Regions from separate parts of the Bombyx mori genome. Here region 1 is linked to region 2. Evidence: chromatin contacts called from public Hi-C data. All regions are on one chromosome and are shown on one strand. Each heading gives the region's core, a stretch centred on a gene start, on an enhancer-like site or on the middle of the called end of the contact. The rest is flanking DNA. Distances are from core to core; before and after follow the strand shown. Region 1 overlaps LOC101741810 (tensin-1). Region 2 overlaps LOC101741810 (tensin-1).

Region 1 (3,787 bases), core at 1,155-3,654, 41 kb before region 2:
GTCTGCGATATCGTCGGGCTTTCTGTTACTTTGAATAAAATTTAGTTTCAGGCCCATTGTTCAAATGTCGAACTTTATTAATAGCGGTGCTAGTAACCTATGCCCCAACACCTGACGCCCGTGATCTCTATCGCGCGTCTTCGGTGGGTGGTCTCCTACGTCAGCGACGTAATTGTAAAGTGAAAACACATGCTGATATAAAGATATGCGCGTTCAATCTTATTACACAGGTCAAATAGCTATGAGTGACACAACTGTTAGTTTCGGTTCCAAAACCTGTTGTTCACCTAAAAGATTTTATCTCAAATATGCTGATAAAGTGTTATTGTTCTACTTAGTCAAGGCATAAAAACATTATTTTAAGTTTTTTTGTGGTGTTTGGATATAGCGTGTGTTTGCACCGGTCCCTGTGGTCATTTGCCAATTTCTGAATTAAAGCAGTCATGCAGTATAAATGATTCGTGTGATTATAATATAATTGAACTGAATTAGTTTCGGAAGGTTAGGATTTACGATATAATATCGAGTCTCTTATTATATTGTTACATGATGTTTTTGCTAATTTCTGAACTTTGCGTGAACATATGTCAGGTTATATGTTAAGTATACAATATTAATAAGTATGTATATAAATGTTTATTTAAATATAGACATTTCTATCATTTACACGTATATTTGTCATTTAGCTGCTAAATGGCTGACCCGATTTTGATGATTTTTTTGGTATATTTGAACAGGTCGTTGTAAGGTTTAGATTCAAAATTGGACACCTTAGGTAGCGCTACGGTCGAATTCCAAGATTGTTTTATTATTTTCACGACAAGACAACATTTACGCATCCACAGAGTATTAAGCGGTAGGCAGCGGCTTAGCTCTGCCCCTGGCATTGCTGAAGTCCATGGGCGACGGTAACCATTCACCATCAGGTGGGCCGTGTACTCGTCTACCTGCAAAGGCAATAAAAAAAAAGTTGATCAGACCCGCTAGTTAAATTGTAAAATTATCGAATGTTGCGGGATAAATTTAAAAATTTATTCTTCTGCCACTATGAAATCAATCAATCATATTTAAGAACATTACCGTTTTTCACGAGGTCGGAATTTCAGGAAAAATATTTTACAAAAAAAAGAACACCTACCGCCCCTGTGCGTTGCGATGAATTCAAAATAAACGAAAAATATCAGATAACCCAAAAAAAGGCCGATCGGTAATAAACAAAAACAGATTGTTCATCTGAATAATATTGATACGAAACGAAAGGATCCAATCTCGTATACGTTTGTTATATTATATCGGTCCCGCGTATCACTCACGATAAGGTAATTTCCGTAATTTATAACAATTTTACAAAACTATTTATGTACGTATAGGATTTTATATTCTACTTGTAGTCATCGGAGTCCAGGCACGTAAGAATGGGAATGCTGACACCAACATTGACACTCGAAGTCTCAACTGTCTATCTTAAGAGTTTTCCCATCCTTTAATGATTACAAGCAGAAATTGAAAGAGTGGTGGAACCTACCAGTGCGGGCTCGCGCTGCCTCTACAGAAAATGTCGGTTGGCGTTACAGTATCGTAGTGTCCCTAGCCATGCTGAATCTGTGAACGATATTGGTCATTCTTCAATAGGAGGGCCGTACGCTCGTCTTCCATCGAAGGTACCAAAAAAAACTGTACGTACATTTTTCACTTTCATTAATCCTTGGACTCTTTACTCGGTATTACAACACCGTAGTGAGATCTACATTGTCACTTGAATAGTCATTATTCTACTTGCAATGCTCACTTGCGATTCAATGTGACTTTGCTAGGCATTTGAATTCCACTGTATCTGCAAGTTACATACGTATTATACGTTCGAGTCGAACTCGACAAACAACTTGACTAGGTGACGGCATGCAAATAAGATGTGAAAATACAAAACAGATTTCATTATTTTCTTTCTTTACGTAATTGTATCCGCGACATTTGTAACAGTGACATAACACAGTATTCAATGAAACTATTGAAATTATTGTATACGCGTATTTAAAGTAAGGAGAATAAAAATCATGATATCCTGAATGGTATCTATTATTTGTATTCAGTATACTCATGTAATTCGAATATTCTCGTGTCAAGTTAGGGTTGCCTTCAAAGGAAGATATTTTATAACAAAAAAGTGGGGTTTGGCAAAACCTTATTAAATAAAAAACACTCTTAACTCAAAAAAATATTGAAAAATTAACTTAGCTTAACTTACGTAACTTACTAAATTAACTTGTCTAAAAAAAAAAAAAATTAATATACACTTTATTTTTCCTTGACAGCCCTACTCCCTGGCAATCTAAATTATTCATTCTGACTTCGGAAACTGAAATACGGTTTCATCTTTGTATCCCTTTCTTTGAACGTTTGCATAATTCATGAGACCGGTGTGATTTTGTTAGCCATTTAATGGCACACGAGAAACTTAACATCACGGAGTGTATACTAATCATTATAGATTCGTAGTAAATATTTGTGATCGGCTTTGAAGTAATGTTACGATCGGTTTTTGAAGTAATCAGTTATGAGTTAAACATAGTTCTCTTTCATGCTATTAACATTCCATTACATTGTGAAGGGACCGCTAACCGCAAGTAGTACTTAGGAAGATACGGTACGAAGCAAGTCATTTTTACACATGCATAACTTAGCAAAGCTGAAAATACTAATATAATATACCCGTTTAGCAAAGTTGAAAATGTACTAATATATTATACCCGTTTGGGGATGTGTAATCTTTTGCGTGAGAGTATGGTACAGATGATAAAGACTATTTCACACGTTTGTAAGAAGTAAAAAAAATTAACTACGAATGTACCTATACGAATTTGTTTTTTGTGTTCAAAATTTTATTTATGGTGATTAAGTCGATACCTTAATCCGATTCTCTTGATATTAAGCGAATACCGAGTCTATAGACATAGCAACGTGGACGCCGTTACTAAACTTCGGTCGTCGTCGTGGCCTAAAGGATAAGACGTCCGGTGCATTCGTATCTAGCGATGCACCGGTGTTCGGATCCCGCAGGCGGGTACCAATTTTTCTAATAAAATACGTACTTAACCAAATGTTCACGATTGACTTCCACGGTGAAGGAATAACATCGTGTAATAAAAATCAAAACCCGCAAAATTATAATTTGCGTAATTACTGGCGGTAGGACCTCTTGTGAGTCCGCACGGGTAGGTACCACCGCCCCGCCTATTTCTGCCGTGAAGCAATAATGCGTTTCGGTTTGAAGGGTGGGGCAGCCGTTGTAACTATACTGAGATCTTAGAACTTATATCTCAAGGTGTGTGGCGCATTTACACTGTAGATGTCTATGGGCTCCAGTAACCACTTAACACAAGATGGGCTGTGAGCTCGTCCACACATCTAAAAAAAAAAAAAACTTAATATGACGTCAGAGTCTATTTACACCGGAACGCATTACTTTTTCAGGGCAGAAATAACCGGTATACTTGCCCATCTTACCTATCCAGACAGACGATCTCTGTAAGCGCCACACCAAAAGCACTATCTCTAATAGATACTTCCTCGAATATATCTAGTAATTTAATGCAATGAGACAACAACATAATTAATTTAAATTATTATTAATAACATTATAATAGTAACGAGTAATGTCAAAACATCATAGCCAAAGTATTGCATTATCACAAAAACGAATTATTTGAATAGATCGGTTACGAAAACAATGTGGTAATTATGTAGACAATTGATAAGGAAATTGCGAAACGCAGTTGTTAGTTTTACT
Region 2 (4,303 bases), core at 786-3,285:
TATCGAATAACAGACACTAGTGAGTAGAAATGTTCAATTTGTTAAGTTCGAGTAATCGAGGTCCGGTTTTGAGATATTAGATCTAAAATTGTTCATAATATATAAGAATAGAATTGTAACATTATTTTGCAGTTAACAGCAAGCCTGAAAGTGCTAATATTTATCGAAAAAGAAAACCATAGGGGCATTACACACACGCAGAATTTAACTACTATATTGTACAAATGCTTAAAGTATAGGTAGACTGCCTCTTGGCTTTATCCCAGGTGCTGTTGATGAACAACAATAACCACTAACCATTACGAGAATAGTATACTCGTCTGTCTTCGAAGATAATTATTATTATTAGTATTACTGGTCGTAGGACCTCTTGTGAGTCCGCGCGGGTAGGTACTACCACCCTGCCTATTTTTGCCGTGAAGCGGTGATGCATTTCGGTTTGAAGGGTGGAGCAGCCGTTGTAACTATACTTGAGACCTTAGAACTTATATCTCAAGGTGGGTGGCTCATTTACGTTGTGGATGTCTATGGTCTCCAGTAACCACTTAACGCCAGGTGGGCTGTGATCTCGTCCAACCATCTGAGCAATGAAAAAAAAAATATCTTCGAAGGTAATTGAGAATATACATACATGAGAGCAACAAGTGTATTTACTCAATCTTAATAAGATATGGTTGATCGCTTTGTCATACGTACTTAAGATAATATTTGACAGCTTCCTCTCCGCATCAATATTGATCAATCGGCGCGGAACTGATTTGGTAATCTGAGAGTTGTAGATCAACTTCTTTTTTCTTTTCCTACCTATGCTGATAGCCTTGAGAGGTTATTTCAGCTTCACCCTAACATGTAGGTGAGCTCACGGGGCTCAAGCCGGAAGTGTTGCTAACACTGACCCTAGCAAGAGCAGTGCTTCGCAGAATCTACCACAGGATCGGAAACGTGACCCACTGAGAGGATTCGGCGAGAAACTCAGTGGGCTGTGTCTATGGGTTAATTCACTCGTCGAGCCCTTCGTCGCAAGCGACGGTTTCGACGAGGACGGTGACCGGTGCTTGTGGTACCTAAAAGCACGTAGCAAAGCATCATCCGTAATGACGTGTTTAGGGCGATGTCGATTGTTTACCATTCGGTCTACAAGAACGGGTATGGTAGATCAACATTCAATGTCTATCTATACAGATTAAACATTTTAATGTTTTTATTAAAGGAGTGCAAGTACCTATTAGTATATTTGGTACACCGGTGTCAGGCGGTGTCTCTACTTAGCAATGCAAATGAAACAACAAGGTAAAGTGCGACCTAACAAAATAGTATCACAAAATATAGCAAGCACCTTTAGTATTGAAGTGGTTTAACTAAAAATTTTAAGAAAATGAGTTTTATACTTTGAACAATTTATAAACATGTATTCTATCAGCTTATACAATTACAATCTTAAAATTATAAATTAAATTTAAATTTTAGTTCGAAAATGTCAAAGTACACTTTCCGTCTCTTTTAAATTAAGCGAATATCTTAAACCTTCTTATGCGCTTTAAGAATTAAAAGATTAAAATCAAAACTGAAAAATTATTCAATTTCCATTTTTGGCGTTTACAAAAAAAAACGAGAATTTTGGATTAAGCCACTTCAATTCTAAAGGTGCGATATTCTTACAGTACTCCGCGTACAATTTGCATGAAATTCATGAAAGGACTAATTTAAATTTCACAGAACTACGCGGCGTATTGGAAACTTGTTTGTTGAATCATCAGACGAAATGAAATGTATACGATCCGAAAACATTGTATAAATGTTTTTTGAAATTAATGGGTAAGATTCGATGCGATTGTGTCGGGAATTAAAATCCGCAAACAGGTTTTAAAATTTCTAATCGCATAGCAAATACGTACTGATCTGGTCTTCACAAAACACTCCCACATACATATTTGTATATATAGCTTTAAATAATAATGGCACAGCATATTGTGTGCTCTGCGTAGGGTGGTACCATGTAGGTACTATCCTCCCTGTCTCTGCCATGAAGCAGTCATTTGTTCACATCTGAAACATGGTACTGGCCTTATGTGTACGACACCGTTGGGACTCGATCTTATATTTCAAGGCTTTTTTTTTATTGCCTTTGTAGGCAGACGAGCGTACGGCCCACCTGATGGTAAGTGGTTACCGTCGCCCATGGACTTCAGCAATGCCAGGAGCAGAGCCAAGCCGCTGCCTACTGCTTAATACTCTCCACAAGCCTCGTTTGAAGAAGGACATGTCATAGCGTTCGGGAAACACCGTGGAGGGGAGCTCATTCCATAGCCGGATGGTACGTGGCAAAAAAGACCTCTGGAAACGCACTGTGGATGACCGCAGTGGCTCCAGGTAGTATGGATGAACTCTACTCCGGTGGCGGGCGGTGCGATGGTAAAAACGAGACGTTGGTATCATCTCGAACAATTCCTCAGAGCACTCCCCATGGAACATGCGGTACAAAATACAGAGGGACCCGAAGTCCCTCCGCAGACCCAGAGGCTCCAAGCGATCCGTGAGCATTGCTGGCTGGCGTGAGCATTTGTTTTTTAACGCCTATAGGCTAATAATGTAACCACTAAATGACAGGTAATGCCTATTTCTGCCGTGAAGCAGTAATGCGTTTCGGCTTGAAGGGTGAGGCAGCCGTTGTAACTATACTGGGACCTTAGAACTCATAGCTCAAGGTAGGTGACGGCATTTACGATGTCTATGGGCTCCGGTAACCACTTAACATCAGGTGGGCCGTGAGCTCACCCACCCGCCTAGGCAATAAATAAATAAAAAATGTAAGCCGTAAGCTCTTATGTTTATCTACAACGTTAAAAAGATTTTATTATTTTTGATGAACCGAACATCTGTTATTCTGGTGTGAGCCGTGAGGTTAGATTTATATGTATTCCCTTCACGTAAAACTTGATATTATCAAATTACTGCGTTGCTATCCGACTCCAAGGACATTACTCGTTTGGTGTATTTGACAAAATACTCTTAATACGTGTCTTTATCGTAAATTTCGTAAACTTCGTCGTAAATTTAGCTAGTCTTACCATAAAAACATGGAACATGGAAGACAGGGTTTTTCATTCAAAGAACTCCAAACTATCATGGGGCTCAGAACATGTCATACTCTCTTAAAGAGGCAATAAAGGTACCAGGAAACGGACCTTCATCAGATCTGATGAAATTAGAAACGTGCCATTCTAAGCCATTATTTGTGTGGGTGGAGCTTTATTACCCAGTGACAGTTACTGAAAGGAACATTGTTAGTTATTGAATATTGTTTTATGAGAAAACTTAAGCGCCTTATTGAGAATCATATCTTGATATACTTAGGCCCATATTTTGACGCAAATCACAAAAACATGGTCATGGCCAAACAATCTCACCTTGGTAAAGCTCCTCAAATAATTACTGAAGTTGGACAATGCTCACATTTTACCCAACTGACTAATGACCGAGCGAGATGATTATGTACTCAACATGTCACAACTCTTTGTTATTTACGGGAAAATTCGGGGAGAGAGACTGTAGAGACAAAAAATATGTTACAATTTAATTTATTATATATATATATATATATAATTCCACTAGGTGTTTTTTTTTACTATATCTTTGTAGATATCTTTGAGAAAAAACACTAATTAATCCCAAGCAGGGGTTATCTGCCATTTTTGCTGTTTGTTGCCGTATCTCGAATCAGCTCTTATCAGAATTCTTGTACATATTTGGTTATTTAACAAGTGTTCGCGCTTTAGTCGACTTTCGACCATAATCATTGACACCTCAAAATTCAAAATCATTTTATTTACTTATTAGATTTGCTACAGCGGCTACTAAATAAAATGAAATACGGTTGACGAGCGGACGAGAAAAATGTACTGTTTGTCTTTACTTATTAATATGGATAATATTTAAATTGCCAGGTTATCTTGAAATTAGCCTAATTAGAAACGCAGAAACCAGTACAAAGCATCCAGTGTGAGCTACAGTTGCCTCTTTTATGCTCTATCTATTGGGGTAGGTATTGGAAGTGGACAGCAAGACATTCTTTAAATTCCAATCTCTCTTTGAGATTGATCAATACTAAGAATTATCTCGATATACTCTGTGTTACGCCTCGAAGCTATGTAAAGTTTTTTTTATAACCAAAGACAACTAACTGCATTGCTCTAATTTTGATAACCATGCAAATGTTAATCGTAAGCACATAACCTTGTAAACTAAAATAGGTACTTAAGATAAAATTCGTGGTGAATTTTAGCCCTTTGCAACTAATTTAATT

What was found. A called contact is a pair of places that touch in the nucleus more often than the background predicts.
Region 1: a contact with region 2 is called in a Hi-C map of midgut, with 1.9 times the contacts expected there. The contact joins two enhancer-like sites. A contact is called at or near these places in 3 of 7 Hi-C or Micro-C datasets (midgut and whole pupa).

Annotation. Positions count from the first base shown.
Region 1 is chr4:9,820,203-9,823,989 of ASM3026992v2, reverse strand. All of the region lies in intron 5 of LOC101741810 (tensin-1), which reads right to left. Among protein-coding and RNA genes, the nearest start is that of LOC134198781, 18 kb to the left of the region's middle. Within about 2 kb of position 2,404, at least 1 of the 8 cell types and tissues checked has open chromatin away from gene starts, as enhancers often do.
Region 2 is chr4:9,777,998-9,782,300 of ASM3026992v2, reverse strand. The region is part of intron 3 of LOC101741810 (tensin-1); the gene reads right to left. Among protein-coding and RNA genes, the nearest start is that of TRNAM-CAU, 14 kb to the right of the region's middle. Within about 2 kb of position 2,035, at least 1 of the 8 cell types and tissues checked has open chromatin away from gene starts, as enhancers often do.